Linked DNA regions of Gossypium hirsutum: region 2 is linked to region 1. A link is a contact called in public Hi-C data. All regions are on one chromosome and are shown on one strand. Each heading gives the region's core, a stretch centred on a gene start, on an enhancer-like site or on the middle of the called end of the contact. The rest is flanking DNA. Distances are from core to core; before and after follow the strand shown. Region 1 holds the start of LOC107916388 (transcription factor MYB26). Region 2 holds the start of LOC107896115 (mediator of RNA polymerase II transcription subunit 9).

Region 1 (5,350 bases), core at 1,487-3,986:
TAGCAAGCTATTTACTCAATTTTCACAACACAGAAAAACAAGAAAACTCATTTCTCTCTTTTCTCTCCCGTTATTGCTCTCTAAAAATTTCGGTGTTTTACTAAATTAGATTACTACAATATTCTGTCTAGAAGATTAGGTTTTAAGTGGGATCATCTGTGACTAAGAATTGAATTTAATGTGGTTAATTTACTCGAGTTTCTTTCAGTTTATTTCTCAACTTTTACAAGAAGAGAAATCCTTTTGAATTCCATCTTCCTTATTTGGGTGTATGAATTTGGAAGTATTGTGTTAACCTTGGAGGCGATGTTCATTTCCGATTACACTGATCAAGGAAAAATCGCTTCTAAAATTATGGTCCTTCCATGATAGAGTGATTGCTTTATTTATTTACACTTAATTTGATTCCCCATTAGTGCTAACAACTTTGTTTACAGTAATATATTTCCAACACAAAATACTAGAGAATGAAAGGGTAGAGTTGAAAGAAAACATTCCAAATATAAATAAAAGATTTAATTCCAATAGGGTAGCTATATTCAACTAACATTCACATTTTTATTGAATGTTTGTAAGAAGTTGGATTTTAGTTGCAAAGGGTTATAAGTAATCAATTTTGTTGTTGCCAATATCATTTAGCCTTTTGTTTTTATTCACATTAATTACTATTCTCCATCTACTAACACCGCTAATTTTGTAAGATAATCAATAAATTTATTAATAAAGTTTATTATTGATGAAATAAAAATCTACTATTACTATGCTCATACATTTTATAAGGAGGGTAACCACGTTTATAAAAAAATAAAACATTTTTCAATATATATATATTAATAACATAAATGATTTTTTTTAATACCACATTTTTTAATATATTATTTGTCAATTTAATTTTTTACTTATATTGTTTGTAAATCCGTTACTTTTTTTAAAAATATGACAATTTTGCAATTTTTAACGTCTAATTCAAATTTATAATTTTATATATCTATTTACTTTTATCACAAAAAAAAACTTAAAATATTCGAAAAACCTATAATATAATGAATGGAAAAGATTGATATAATGATTTCTTCATCCTGGAAAAATATTCTGCTTTTAATTTGGAAATTGGAAAGACCAGCATGCATTTGTACTAGGTGACCCACTTCTATCATATCAAAACCATGATCATACGTGTATAATATGTAATTTTAGGTTTTGTCTTGATTTAATCCCTGTCTTAAGGACACACTCTTTCTAAGAACCAAGAAGCTATTTCCTTATAATTATATAATCTAATCATTCTCGAGTGATTAACCTCTCTTTGGGTATGTATATATGACCCACCAATGAAAATTAATAATTTAGGTAATAAAAAATAAAGTAAATTTGATTTAAGCATCTACTTTTGAATTTATGTTTACATTTTTCATGGTAAGGTGGCCAATCTTGTCCAGAGATCCAACAAAAGTTAAGAGATTTGCATTAATTTTTCAGTTCAATAGTAATAAGTAAGCTCAATATTGATATAAATAAATAAGTTATAAGTTTGTAAATATATATATATTTATTTTATTGTTCATATTATGTCGTACAATTAAGTTGTAATTATAATTTATTAATTTATTAATATGCATCAAAGATAAATTGATTGTCCGGATAATATAAATATAATATATGGTCCCTAAGGCATAGTTACTAATTCATCAAGTTTTGGCTGTCTTCCATTGCTTAGATGCCAATCAATAATTTGGCTTTCATTTCGAGATTCTTTTCACCAGTTTTAAACGTGCTAAGTAACTGATAAATAATAGTAGCATGTGCTGTCCATGATATTTCCAAATAAAAAAAATGAATTATTTTTAATATTAGTAAAAATAAATCATTAAATAATGACTAAAGAATCGTCTAGACATTGACTGACCAGACTTTTAATTAATATAATATTAAGTGAAAAAAAAAAAGAAAAAAGAATGAAAAGTAGGAGTCCTTTAATGATGATGATAATTTAGAACGCAGTGTGATTTTGAAGTTGAAGCAAGCTTAGGTAGCTAGCATGCAGCAACGACGAATTGTTTAATTAGATATGAAACTGAGTTAAAACATATATTATATAACTTTGCATGGCTTTGAATGTGGTGGTTGATTACATGCAAAGTTAAGTCATGTATAGAAGAAAGGAGTAAAATGGTAATAATAATCAATTGAATGTGAAATGATACTCTCAATTTTTCAAACACTTAAAATCCATTTTTAGCACAGAATAACAAAGCATCTATGGTGGGACAGTTTTACAAACCTTTGCTGTCAATCCATAAAACTTTATTTTTACCTTTATATATAGGGAAGGTGGTTTTCTGTTTACTGTTTCAGTGATCCAATGGTGACCCACAAAAGATCACATCAAGAAAAACATATTGATACAATCACAACCGTCAGATCAGGTGACCTCATTATTAAAACAAAACTCCCAGTGATGAGAGAGTTGAATATTTTGAAAAACCATAGGAAAAATGCTAGTATGGGATTGGAAGGTCAGAATGTCAGAATAATTTTCATCAGCCAATGTATATATATTTCAACAAGTTTGATTCTTACATTAAGTCGATAAGTCCAAAGTGGGACCTGTTGAAAAACATTGGGTCCCATCGAACTGCATGTGTGCCACGCGTACTGGGTACCCCCATGGCAAGGAGGATCCCATTATAAGCCATACAACTCTTACAGGTTCATACTGCAGTTTTTAGCCTTTTGCCCACAAACCCTAACTGGGCCACCATTGGTACAGTCCCTACATTAAATTCACACCCCCCTCCCTCACTCTACTTTTCTTATCAGTTCCCTTCAAAGTTAATTTTTTTCTCACATTTTCTTGTAATCAAATTTCTAGGGCTTTTGGTCTCTCGTCTTTTTTTTTCACCATATAGAATCTCTCTCTCTCTCTCTCTCTCTGTCTCTTTCTTATATGCTTTTCTATTTTTCGCTTTTAAGATAATCAAATTCTCTAGAGAGAAAAGAAAAAAAAAATGGGGCACCATTCTTGTTGCAACAAGCAGAAGGTGAAGAGAGGACTATGGTCACCAGAGGAAGATGAGAAACTGATCAACTATATTACAACCTATGGCCATGGTTGCTGGAGTTCAGTCCCTAAACTTGCAGGTTTCTTTATTCATAATAAATGATAATCATAACCCTTTTTTTTTCTTTGTTTTACAATCTAAATTGCACTAGTTTTTTTTTCTAACCTTTTGTTTTTTTGCAGACAATATAACTTCAAATACCAACTACATTTGATTCCTTGTTGCTGTTCTTTTTTGTTGTTGTTGTTAATTTTAAATTATACAGGCCTGCAAAGATGTGGAAAGAGCTGCAGATTAAGATGGATAAATTACTTAAGACCTGATTTGAAACGTGGGAGTTTCTCACCACAAGAAGCAGCTCTCATCATTGAACTCCATAGTATTCTAGGCAACAGGTTCTTCAATGTTTTTTTCATTATTATGGAATTTTTTTGACTCATAATCATTGTAATAATCATTGTCTTCTTTTAAAAAAATATTGAAACAGATGGGCACAGATAGCAAAGCATCTACCTGGAAGGACTGATAATGAAGTGAAGAATTTTTGGAATTCAAGTATCAAGAAGAAGCTAATCTCCCATGATCATGTCCCAGCTTTGGCTTCGTTCGCTGATGTTCATAGCTCAAACCATACGGAGGAAGCTGGTTTCATCTCTCTAAATGCAAACCCTAATTTGATCCTCGCTGCTCAACAAGACCAGCTTTATCTTTCCCCCACAGCACCTGTTCTACAAAGTTTCGGTCACCATGCAGATTTGGTTCACCATCATTTCCCCTTGACACCAATGCTCCCACCACCACCACCCCCTTCAAATACTGCTTCCTTCGACCCTGCATGGACATTACCCTTTGGACCTCAACATGATCAAGATGATGATCAACACCATCAAGTCCAAGTTTTCAACAATGAAGCAGCTCAAAACTTTGTAAGTGACAAGCTTATGAATCCACCTTTCGACAATCCGTTAATGGGTCCTCCAACAGTGCCGAAACTCTGTGAAATCCTTGAAGGGAACATGGTGTGCAACATCCCACAAACACCATCGGTTTCATTAGAAAACAATATCGACCCACTAGTCTCCAGGCTATCCTCATGTTTCCCCCCGATACCTGCCGGTTCAAACTATGCACATGACATGCAGGTGGGGGCAAGCCAGATGGAGTACATTGATACCATCATCACATCGATACCCTCATCTTCATCATCATCGTCCTTATCGGCATTATCCAGCGGGCAGTATTTGACAAACCCTAATCTTCCTTCAAGCAGCTGGGACCCTTAGACAGGCATGGCGGATTTCATCACATCTTATATTATAATTTGGAGTGGATTTAGCTAGGTAAAAGCATTTATTTTCTTGAAATATAATATATTATATATGCATAAGATATATATAAAAATATATATGTAAAATGCAGGATCGGTCCAATATATGAGAGAAAATCAAATACTAAATGTTAGTAATTCAGATATTCAGCGAGGATAATGCTATCTTGATGATGTTCCATAAATAAATATGTAGGTTATTCATTTCACATATTACTCTTCCAGAATATATTTGTGTATCAGTTTCTTCTTCTTCTTCTTCTCTCTCTAGAGAATTCCTCTATAATATGTAGTGTTAGCTTTCTCTTTCTCTCTCATTTGTAGGTGAAGGGGACATTAAAACTGTAGGAAAATATTTCATATTTATACATTTTTAGGTGGTTGATATATATATATATACACACACACACATATATATTAGGTTTTAGGAATTGCTGAGAATACTGAAGATCAATGTGTAGGGTATACACATATAGTAACTGGTAATTTATGAACTTTTTAAGGTCCTTAGCTGTTTTAAACTTTTTGGAACAGAGGGGAGAGCATAAAGGATTAGAGCTAATTTAAATATAAGTATATGCAAATTAAATTATATTACGATGGCATTTTTTTTATAAAATAAAAATCTCAATTATAATGAGATTTATAACTTTTTCGCTAAAACCATTATTTTATTTTTTATGTAAAATTTTAGTTGATATATTTATTACATAAATTTGTTTTTACTCACGTTGAGGTGTACCATAATTTAATATATATAATTTAACTCATTATATTTTTATTTTAAAAAAATTCCATGTAAGTCCAAAAAGAATTACAACTTATATATGTTATTTTGAAGGATAGTTATTTGGCATTTGTATTGGAGTCTTTTAAAAGTAAATAAACAGATAATTATTACATATATTTAATTAATACAAGATTATAACACTTATGATGTGAGTGAAAACATAATTATTTA
Region 2 (5,350 bases), core at 1,184-3,683, 170 kb after region 1:
GATAAACAACTACAATGCAAAGTTTGAACAATAATCTTTATAACATCCACAAATAGATTTTCCCAATATGTTATCAAATCCCCCTATTTAGCTCATCTCATGCTTGTCCTCAAGCATATGGTTTCTTCAAACATTAGAAATTATTCTACAATTTATTAAAAATCGAGCCTCTTTTCCGCATCCATAATCAATGCAAACAACATAGGTAAAAATAAATAAATGCTCAGAATATATAATTTGATCAACAAGTGTCATAAAACTGAAATATGTAAACTAAATCATTTTACTAAATTGAGTTTGAATCCAATAATTTGCAAGATATTAATTAATCACGCATTAATAAAAAATTTTAAACAGGGTCAAACCTTTTTACGCGAACTAAGATGACAACTCAAGCACCCTATCCCGGTTACTCAGTTCAAACAGTCTTTTTTTTTTAAGGCTCGGTTAGTGGAGTGCTTATAAGTTCTCAATTTTTCACTTGAACCTTTTAACGCGAGATGAAATGACAACCCAAACACCTTACCCCGATTACTAAATTCGGTCACGTTTTCGAAATCTTCACTCATAACTTGAGCCTTTATTTATTTATTTTTCATTTTATTTATTTATTTATGTACAAGCAACTATTTTTTTCCAAACAATCAATTACATGAAATATCTAGTTACATATATTAACCTTAAAACACAAATGTCAACTAATTTAGATACTTGAATACTTCAATTCAAAAATTACCAAATTGTCCAAATTAACTAAGTAATGAGATTAAAAGCTCAATATCGAAATAAACTATCAAATAAATCTAACATAAGATTGAACATATACAAAAGAAAAACATGCAGCAAAAATCATGCATATTTACCGTTTCAAGTTTCATTAGTGCATCATAATGTAATCTAAACAGTAGACCTGCAGAATAACAGACACAATAGTTCCAAGATTGAAAAACACTTCTTGCCATGGTCCGGTTTTTCTGTTCATTACTCGAAAACCTGTTTCATGGTAAGATTCGTTTTGTTTTTGTTGTGAAGATAAACACTAGCATTTACATGGTTTTTCCCTATATTGATTCCAGACAACTTCCCTTGCCCTGACCCTGATTAATATGCCCTCACTGAAACCCCACAATATCTATAAGACTAAACACTCTGTTACTTGCTTCTTTCACACAAAACACAAAAAAGAGTACACAAAGAAGCAATGACACTTTTTAAACTAGGTCGATGAAATTGAATCTTTGAAACAAAGAATGTTAATGAGCAGTTCTTACGCAAATTGAAATCTTAATTGATACGTTACAGTGAACAGTACTGCAAGCAAATATTTATGTCAAATTGTTTTGTATGCATTTTCTTACCTGTGCATTATGGCTCAGTCTTAACAAGATCTTCAACAGAGCTTCTACAGTTGGCAATTAGGTCCCTTGAATTGGAAGAAAAACGAAATGTACACATTAAATACTTAAGTTGCAGGAAAGAAAAACACAAATCAAGGACCAATTGCTAACCTCCTTTGATTTAACAATTGTTCACTTTCCTCCAGCTTTTGCTTTTGTCCTTCAACAGTCTACAATCCAAAAACTATAAATTAAGTTACAGGAAGAAGCACTAACACTAATATATATTAATACATTTTATGTATCGGGTTACTCTCATAACTATGTAAGAATATGTGAGTAAAAACTTTCATGTTAGACATGCAGCTTTATCAATATCACAGTTTATGAACAGAAATTTTAAGTTAAGAAACAAGAGAAGATAAGTAGATAATTTACCATAGGTTTGGTATTAATTGATGCCCCAATCGAGTTTAAAAGCTGTTGGCACTTCTCAAAATGATTGTTCAGTTCATTAATCTTTCAGAAAACCCACCAAGTAGAAAATCAGTAATCTTCGAAACAAATAATAAACCAGTTTTAAATTTTAAAAGAAGGGAAAAAAAAAACCAAACAAACTAAATCATCAGAATGTTGATCCCGAGTTCCATTATCAATTGCATCACCCAAATTCTCGACCAGCTGCACCCCCAAAACAAACCCATAAACAAAAAGAAAGTATAAAGAGTGATAAGGTTATGGTTTTGATTAAAGGAATACGTGTAAGAGGTGAAAGTGAGAAGGTAGTGACTGATGATGTTGATCCTGCTGCAGTTCTTGTTGTGATGGTGGAGGTGGAGGAGAGAGGTATGGAGGGTCTTGATTTGAGGGAGTAGATACGTTACTGTGGGGTGGGACGCTTGGGATCGTAGTCCAGCTTCCACCTCCTGCGGACGTATCCATCGTCATTCTCTCAATGGCTGGCTATGGGTAGCTCCCTCGTTTCCTTTACCACTTTGCCGCGCGCCATTGCCGGTGCACAGTTAGAGACAGATTTGCGGGCCCTTGGTTTCGTACCCTACATGCCCCTTAACCATTTTCTCCAATTACGTTCTGCCACGAGGTAAGAGAAATGGGATGAGTGTCACAAAAATCGACATTTAAATTAATTTTTTTAAGATAATACATAATAATAGATAAATAATATATTTTTTAATGAAAAATGTTTAAATTAACTTTTATTATAATATTTTTTTATATAATGTCTAAAATTATTCATAATCTTTTTTTATACTGACAATAATATTGTTGCCAATCAAATTAAGACTCAGTTGATAATATAATATAATTTATTTAAATGAAAAGGAAGTATAAAAATTAGTCTAGAATATATATACAAAATAATTAAATATATAATAAAACATATAAAATCTAAATTACATAAAATTATATATACAAGATGATGATGGGTTAAAGCATTAAACGGATACCTTAATATAAGTTAGTCGAAATTGGATTTCTGTAATCATTTTTTTGGGAAACAATTGCAACATAAAACAATCAAAGTATATTTAAGTGTTAGACAAAGCAGTGAAATCAATATGAATTTGTATTGGACTTGAGGGTAACTGAACAACAATGCCATGCCTCTATATTTTTCTAAATTTTTATAGTTTATATTGTTGAATATTGGCAATATCCCACATTAGGAAAAGATAGAAAGGGAGGGGGTTTGGTTTGTTATATATAGAACCCCTCCCCCTTTGGTTTTATCATCCCAAAATCTTCTCCTTTGTAATATTTCTAGAAGAAATATTGATTTGGTAGTGTCCGAGGACGTAAGCTAAATTGGCCGAACCTCGTTAAATCTCTGGTATTTTATTTCTTATTTGTTTGCTTATATTTAATAGCTTTATGTTGGTTATATTTATTTAGTTATTATTGCTATAAATATCTAAGTGAGTTCTGTCTAGTTGTTGGGTTTTAAGCGGGACCATTTGTGACCCCTCCAATTTAACTGGGAATTTTCTTAGTATAATTGTTGGCATTATAATTATCTAAATATTTCTGATAATATTGTTATTAATATTATCGTCGCTTCCGCAACAATTGGTATCCGAGCCAAGGTTTTGTAGTATGCTCTGTGTTTGCAGCTTAGTCTGATCTTACACATCAGAAACATTTCCTAAAGCTTGTGGGTATTCTGCATTTGGTGGCTATTAAGTAGAAGCTATGGCAAAAATGACAGAAGAAAAACCATCCATATCAACAACTTCCACTTCGTACATTTTGCCGAGGATTGGAACTGCAAATACGAGATTTGTAGTGGAAATTTTTGATGGAACAGGTCATTTTGGCATGTGGCAAAGTGAGCTTCTAGATGCCCTCTTTCAACAGGGTCTAGATATTGCCATTGAGGAAGAAAAACCAGAAGGGGTTGATGATAAAGAATGGAAGACCATCAACCGATTGGCATGTGGTACAATTCGATCATGTCTTTCCAGAGAGCAGAAGTATACATTTAGTAAAGAGACTTCTGCAAGTAAATTGTGGAAAGCATTGGAGGAGAAATTCTTGAAGAAGAACAGTCAAAATAAGTTGCATATGAAGAAAAGACTGTTTCGTTTCAATTATGTTCCTGGTACCACGATGAACGAGCACATTACCAATTTTAATCAGCTGGTGGCTGATTTGTTGAATTTGGATGTGACTTTTGAAGACGAAGACTTGGCGTTAATGTTGTTGGGATCGCTTCCTGAGGAGTTTGAGTACCTTGAAACTACTCTACTTCATGGAAAATCGGAAGTAACTTTCAATGAAGTAACTGCTGCATTGTATAGCTATGAACTACGCCGAAAGGATAAGTTGAAAGGTTCAGGTGAAGCAGCAGTGGAAGCATTGGTAACAAGAGGTCGTCAGCAAAGTCAGTCTAAGGGGAAGAGTAGAAAGTCCAAAGGTCGAGCTGTTGCCAAAGATGAATGTTCCTTTTGCAAAGAAAAAGGACATTGGAAGAAAGATTGTCCAAAATTGAAGAAAAAAGGGAAGACTCCGCAAGATGCAAATGTTGCAGAATGCAATAGTGAAGCAGAGTCAGACTTTTCTCTTAGTATGACATCTTCAACATCACATGCAGATGAGTGGATCATGGATTCTGGTTGTTCCTATCATATGTGTCCCATTTGGGAATGGTTTTTTGAATTTCAAAAACTAGATGGAGGGGTTGTTTACATGGGTAATGATAACACATGTAAAATAGCCGGGATAGGTTCAATTAAACTGAGGAGTCATGATGGATCTACTAGAATTTTGCGGGATGTACGATATGTCCCAAAGTTGAAGAAGAATCTCATCTCTTTGGGGTCGTTAGAATCTAAAGGCCTAGTTGTGACAATACGAGATGGAGTTCTTAAAGCAACTTCAGGAGCATTGGTGATGTTGAAAGGCATAAGAAAGAACAATCTGTATTACTACCAAGGTAGTACAGTGGTCGGGACAACAGCAGCAGCAATTACGAGTACCAAGAAGGACGCTGAGGCAACACAGCTGTGGCATATGCGTTTAGGCCATGCTGGTGAAAAATCCTTGCAAACTCTAGCCAAGCAAGGATTATTGAAAGATACAAAGACTTGCAAACTTGAATTTTGCGAGCATTGTGTTCTGGGAAAACAACGAAGGGTGAAATTTGGCACTGGGATTCACAATACTAAAGGTATTCTGGATTATGTGCATTCTGATGTATGGGGACCGTCCAAGACTCCATCACTTGGAGGAAGACGTTATTTTGTCACCTTTATTGATGATTTTTCCAGACGAGTTTGGGTGTTTCCTATGAAGAACAAAGATGAGGTGCTTGAAGTTTTCCTTAAGTGGAAAACTAAAATTGAAAATCAGACAGGAAGGAAGATTAAGGTTCTCCGATCAGACAATGGTGGAGAATATAAAAGCGATCCATTCCTGAAGATATGCCAAGATTGTGGCATAGTAAGGCACTTCACCGTAGGTGGAACACCGCAACAGAATGGGGTGGCAGAGCG

The links. Hi-C and Micro-C count contacts between places; a contact is called where the count stands out from the background.
Region 2: a contact with region 1 is called in a Hi-C map of leaf, with 3 times the contacts expected there. The contact joins the promoter of LOC107896115 here to the promoter of LOC107916388 in region 1. A contact is called at or near these places in 7 of 34 Hi-C or Micro-C datasets (hypocotyl and leaf).

What each region holds. Positions count from the first base shown.
Region 1 is chrA10:6,463,701-6,469,050 of Gossypium_hirsutum_v2.1, forward strand. It overlaps LOC107916388 (transcription factor MYB26), which reads left to right and starts at 2,737. Exons shown (of 3, transcript XM_016845656.2): 1 at 2,737-3,141; 2 at 3,328-3,457; 3 at 3,550-4,643. The coding sequence starts at 3,009. The coding sequence ends at 4,345.
Region 2 is chrA10:6,629,701-6,635,050 of Gossypium_hirsutum_v2.1, forward strand. It overlaps LOC107896115 (mediator of RNA polymerase II transcription subunit 9), which reads right to left and starts at 2,434. Exons shown (of 6, transcript XM_016821251.2): 1 at 2,097-2,434; 2 at 1,956-2,018; 3 at 1,776-1,856; 4 at 1,509-1,567; 5 at 1,359-1,423. The coding sequence starts at 2,285. The coding sequence ends at 1,366.